Regions from separate parts of the Mus musculus genome. Here region 2 is linked to region 1. Evidence: chromatin contacts called from public targeted proximity ligation data. All regions are on one chromosome and are shown on one strand. The core of a region is the stretch at or near the end of the contact, and the rest is flanking DNA. Distances in the headings are between cores, read along the strand shown.

Evidence for each region.
Region 2: a contact with region 1 is called in a targeted proximity ligation map of kidney, with 6 times the contacts expected there. A contact is called at or near these places in 2 of 39 promoter capture datasets (both in liver), 117 of 484 Hi-C or Micro-C datasets (the 4T1 cell line, the AML12 cell line, B cells and 56 more), 14 of 130 datasets of targeted methods (the NIH/3T3 cell line, astrocytes, a beta-TC-6 cell line and 9 more) and 1 of 9 other capture datasets (embryonic stem cells).

What each region holds. Positions count from the first base shown.
Region 1 is chr19:28,164,825-28,167,524 of GRCm38.p6, reverse strand. No RefSeq gene overlaps it. Among named protein-coding and RNA genes, the nearest start is that of Rfx3, 160 kb to the right of the region's middle.
Region 2 is chr19:28,519,701-28,522,400 of GRCm38.p6, reverse strand. The region is part of intron 4 of Glis3 (GLIS family zinc finger 3); the gene reads left to right. Among named protein-coding and RNA genes, the nearest start is that of Gm35866, 160 kb to the right of the region's middle.

The DNA.
Region 1 (2,700 bases), core at 60-2,559:
CACTCATGTGTTCTGTCGTTTTACAGCATCGATGACAAAACTGTCAAGCGGGAATGGGCATCTCGGTGCCTGGCTTTCTGCAGAGGACTGCAAGCTAAATGCATCAATTGCATGGTTAGTTCTACTCAACTTTCTTTCCATTCTGTGTCTCGCTTTAATACAACATAGCCTCAGATTGTAAGGTTTTTTTCCATCTCATTTGAGAAGAGGATTAAGTGTACAGGCCATTTTTGCCTGCAACCGACTTAAAGAACTTACCTTGTGTTCAGAAAGCATGGCATGAAGGGACTGAGTTATATTTTGGAAGTCACTGTCAACTGTTACATGCTAAAACCAGGTAATTTGAGTGTTCCAATATTGCATCTTAAGTGTAGTGTAAAGGAATACAGATAAACACCCCCATTTCCATACTGCGGTTGCCCTTCGTCCTTCAGGGAAGGAGGAGGGTCTGGGTCCTTAGGAGCTGTGCAGCCCTGGGAAGCATCTAGAAGAATCTCTTCCTCGTGGTTGAAGGACATTTCACCTTTGAGCTTTCCGGAGTTGTAATTTAGTCTGTTCAGAGGAGTGGATAAGAAAGAATCAAACTGCCCACAATAGGCCCATTCTCGACACATTCAGGAGGTACTTTAAGGAAAGCCGAGGTTAAGCACTTTATACTGCTCGAAGGGCAATGTTCCCTCCAGACACAACCGGCATCACCAAGACCTATGAGACCTTGCCCTTCAGGTCAGTTCCAAAGATCATCATTGAAAACATGTTCTCCATTCTTTACTATTTAATGGGGCCAACCTGGGCAAATAATGTTGGCCTGTTCTCCCATGGGCCTGCTCAGACCTCAGATCCCAGGCCCCGAGGGAGTGATTGAAATCTTAAGAGATGGAGTCACAACTCACTTGCAGTCTGGAAAACAATAGCGAAACCAGCCTTTTGCTTCCTAACTTTGAAACATGCTAACTGATTTTTTTAAATTAAAAATAAATAAATAATAAATAATTGAAAATCGAATTTGATGGCATGTTGTCTCTGTGACGAACAAGTTGGTTTAGTTATAAGAGGTATTTCCATTCATGTGTCTAGTGGATGTGCTACCTGTAATGTGTTGGTAAAGATCTAGAGAGAACAATAATTGAATGCTCTGTAATAGGGGTGAGGGGGGCTGGAGTGCTGGCAGGAGCGGGGGTGAGCAGTAATATGTATGTCCCTGTGAGCAATGCTGAGCCATTCCGGAGTTCTTAAGTACACAGTGTACATGTGTCAACAAGTAGACAAAGAAAAACCCAGACCTTTGATGACCCCTGGTGAATAAACTTAGCACTGCATTGCGGCGATGCAGCCGGAGCCACGGGTTTCAGCTCAGTAGCCCCTGCCTGCTTCTGCTCTCCAGAAACCAGAGGGTATTTTCCCTGAGTGCCTGCTTCATTTGTACTGCAGACTGCATTACTTACAGACTTCAGGCATCTGTATCCCTCTAAACAAACCTCACTTCGGTGCTCTCTGTCAGTGGAGATGAAACGTGTGTGTGTGCGCGCGCACTCTTTCCTATGTGCTCGGTAGTGACTTCTCAGCATGCGCGGTGTTATTTATAGGATGCGAGAGAACTCAGTGGCCTCCCTACAGCCAGATTTCTCAGTCGCTTTCACATTACATGTGTGTCTGTTGTTGTTCGGAGGGAGTCGTGAACAGTCAGTCATCCTTGTTCAGTAACCCAAATTAAAGTTAGGATTTGGATGTGGCCTCTTGTCTGTTCCTCCCAAGTGCCAGCTGAAAGAGCTCTTTCTTTTTTCTGCAGTTACGTCTTGTTTTTTTTTTTTTTCTAAACAGCTATATGTGACCAGCGTGGGGTTACTTGTGAGCCAAAAAACAGTCTGCATTTTGTCAGCTTGCAGGAGATGAAGTTTGTTACCCGAAGGAGGGTGGAAGGAGAATGCGTGCATTTTCACTGTATGCTCCAGGCATCCAATTAGACAAGGGATGACGCCCAAATGCTTATTTGTCACCCAGAATGACATTTACCTGGTGGCTTAAAATGGAGTGTAGAACTCCCCGTTTATACACTATCTTAGCTGTTGCTGTCCACCATAATTACCGGTGTTTATGGTTTTGAATCTAGGATTAGAATTTTTTTTTTTCGGGATAGCATTCTCGGTGTAGTGCCTCCACTTAGATGAATTTAGATGAGCTTTTAAAACTCTCTCTCTATTCTCATTGTTGCGCTGATGGACCTTTTTTGTTCTGTCTTTCTTTCCTCCATTTTAATTACCACAAACGAAAGAATGCTTTGCTCGCGAATAAAACTAGCTTAACTTTTAAAAATCAAAACAAACAAACAAACAAACAAAAACCCCACAACGCTCCCGAGACTAGAATAAGCACGGGCTGACACAGAAGGGGGCTCTCATTTTCTTGTCTGATTTTCAGCAGAGCTGGGAAAAGTTGCTTTCACCCAGGTGAGATCCAGGAAGCTGCAGCCTGAGATTTTAGCCAACCTGACAGGGGTTCATGAGTTCAAAGACTGAGTCGTTGAAGTTGCCTTCTTCAGTCCCCATAGCACCCAAAGCCTAGAACTAGGCGGGCAATGGTTCCAATACAGAATAGCCGAGCATGCACCTGTCGCGTTCTGGTCCAGACTGCGGTCATCCCTGTCTCTGCCTCCCTCAAGCATGTTGAACAGGTGCATCTTGGTTGAGGCCATTGTCCCTA
Region 2 (2,700 bases), core at 166-2,665, 350 kb before region 1:
CAGTCAGGTAGCCTTTTCCTGTATGAATACTCTGGAGCCTAAATAGCTATCATTAGTCACATAGACTTGGATGAGAAAGTGGAGTGACACCTGTCTGCCTGCCTGCCCTTATCTGATGGCACAGAGTTTATATTTTATTTCCTTGGGTCAGAAACATGCATGTCAGTAGGAAGAACAGCTAATTCTTTAGGAGAATTTTAAGGACATTTTAAAAGATGATGAACTTGAGAAATGACTTAGAAGCTCTAAAATAAGACTGCGCAGTGGGCTGAATAATGGGTCTTGGTCCTATTTCATTGGAATATTGTTGTAGGCCAGGGTATGGAAACCCTGCTTCATGTAGCATCGGTACTGACAATGTGAACTCCAGGACTATTCCTTTTCTTATCTGATCATTGAATGCACAGTATGAAGTATACCATACCCTGGAAGTCAGATAAATACACGAGATATTCTCTTCTAGAATTCACAGTGTAGGGATGACCCACAAGTATATGTCAAATACAAAGCAGGAGGCCGTGAATGAAACGTCCCTTGGCAAGCTGGGAGAGGTTTCCAGCTCTGCATATAGAGACCCGACTGCCTTTTAAAGGGAGGCTGCCATCTTGAAAGGAGAGTCAATCTCCTGTAGAGAAAGAAAGGAGGTCATTTGATTGGAGCTACTACAATGTCCCATTAGAAGAAATGACCCTTCAAAAGTTGCATAGATCTAGATACTGGGTCAGAGTGGAGTGGAAGGATGTAAGGTCCCCCGCCAAAGGACATCTGGTGTCCAATCAGGACATTACTAAAATTTGGACAGTTACAAGCCCAGTTAGTATAAATGGAAATCTAGTTAATAAAAGCCAAACCCGTAGGCACTACCTTCACTGGGGAAGCAGCACTAGTTTGGTGCATGGGAAACGAACCATTGATTGACTCCAGCCATTTCCACTGTCTCTTAGGTTTACAGTTTAATTCTTTACTACAGTGAGCCTATGGGCTGGGTAAATGGCTCAGTTGGCAGAGCACTTTCTAGACAAATTTGAGGGGCTAGTGGAGATCCGAGTACTCATATAAACTCCTGGGTGTGGTGGTGTAGTTCTCTAATCTAGGCACCCAGGGGAAAAGACACAGAGGGATTCCTGCAGCTCGACCTGATGTCTAGATTCAGTGAGCAAGACCCTCTTTTATAAATAAGAGAGAACTGAGGAAGACGTGGTATGTCTAAGCCTGGCCTGTACATGCACACGCACAAATGTGCACAGCACACCACCTTTCTGTGTGTATGTGTACACACACAGTGTATCTGTTGGTGAGACACACATTGTTTTTCCTTGCCGTGTGAGCAGCTGGCGAGCCACCTAAGCGAGGACAAGCCAAAGCTTTCCTGCTGTGGACTTTAAAGATAAACAATTAAAGATCTGGGTAGGCCCAGAGAAGGAGAGCAGGACTGTTTGATCAATTATGTAAAATGATTAACATGTGGACAGAGGCCATGTCCATTATCCTGTGCACGAGTAGCTTTCCTTTAGTTAAATATTTCCTTTAATAATCTGTAAAGAGACTGAAGCACTGTTAAACAAAGCTGGGGCCTGGTGCTCACTGTGCTGAGCGCAGCAGCCTCAGCCTTTTCCAGATACTGCTGAGGTTCATTTTGGGTGGTTTGCCCCCAGCTCACACTGATTAATAGGGAATAGAGCTAAACGCTTAAGATGTTTAGTGGGAAGGAAAAAAAGTCAATCAATTATTCTCGATATGACTCTCTTTTCCTAGTGAGCCTTTCAGGCCCCAGGACTGAGGTTGGCCCCAGCCTTCTGTAGATGTCTTCCTGGGGCTGCACTGGCTGCATTTTCATCCTTGGTTGGGTTACCCAAGGCCAGGCCATTTTCCTATGGCGGGTCGCAGGCATTAGATTGGCAGTGTTTCCTGTGGGTCCTGGATTTTTACTCTTAAATGTAAGGGCAGCTTCTCAGACTTACCATTCAGAACAATTTCTGTGTTTTAGAAGGTTTCATTGATGGCATTTCTCTGGGAACCCAGACTGCTGAGTGTGCCCTCTGGAAGAAGCGCTACTATGCTGAGTTCTCCTTGGCCACGCCCTCTTCAGGCCATTCCCAGTCAGTGTGTAATAAAAGGTTAGATGATACTAACAAGACTGGAGTTTGAGGGAAGTTATGGAGAAGGGGAAATGGAGGACTCCGCTGTATAAAAACATCGAAAGTAGGAGTGTGTTCCCAATTTCATGCAGGGTGGCTCCTTCTGAGGGAGGCTCTGAGCCATTTTGAGGCCCTCCTAACTGGCCCTGTGTTTGCCCTCTGCACAAAGTAGGGGCTTACTTCAGGGAATCATGGCAAGATACATCCATGCATAGAACAGCCAGTGTCTGAGAAAAGTTTCAGAGTGTTGGCCTTCCCAGAGGGAACTGAGTTTTGACAAGGAAGGAAGGACACACTAAACCTCTCCCTTCAACCTAAAATTCCTCCAGGGAAATGGAGGGGAAAGAAAATGATTTTGCTGTGAACTGTTAGGTTAATTTAATCCTCACAGCACTCCTTAAAAATAACCGGTGGGTCTTGAGACTCGGAATATGTTCTTCTACTACATACCCATTCACTGTGTACACTAGGTCCTGCCATAGTTCAATAATTAATATGTAACAGACCTTAACACACACAGACATACACACACACCATACCCCACATGAAATTTAGCTGCTCA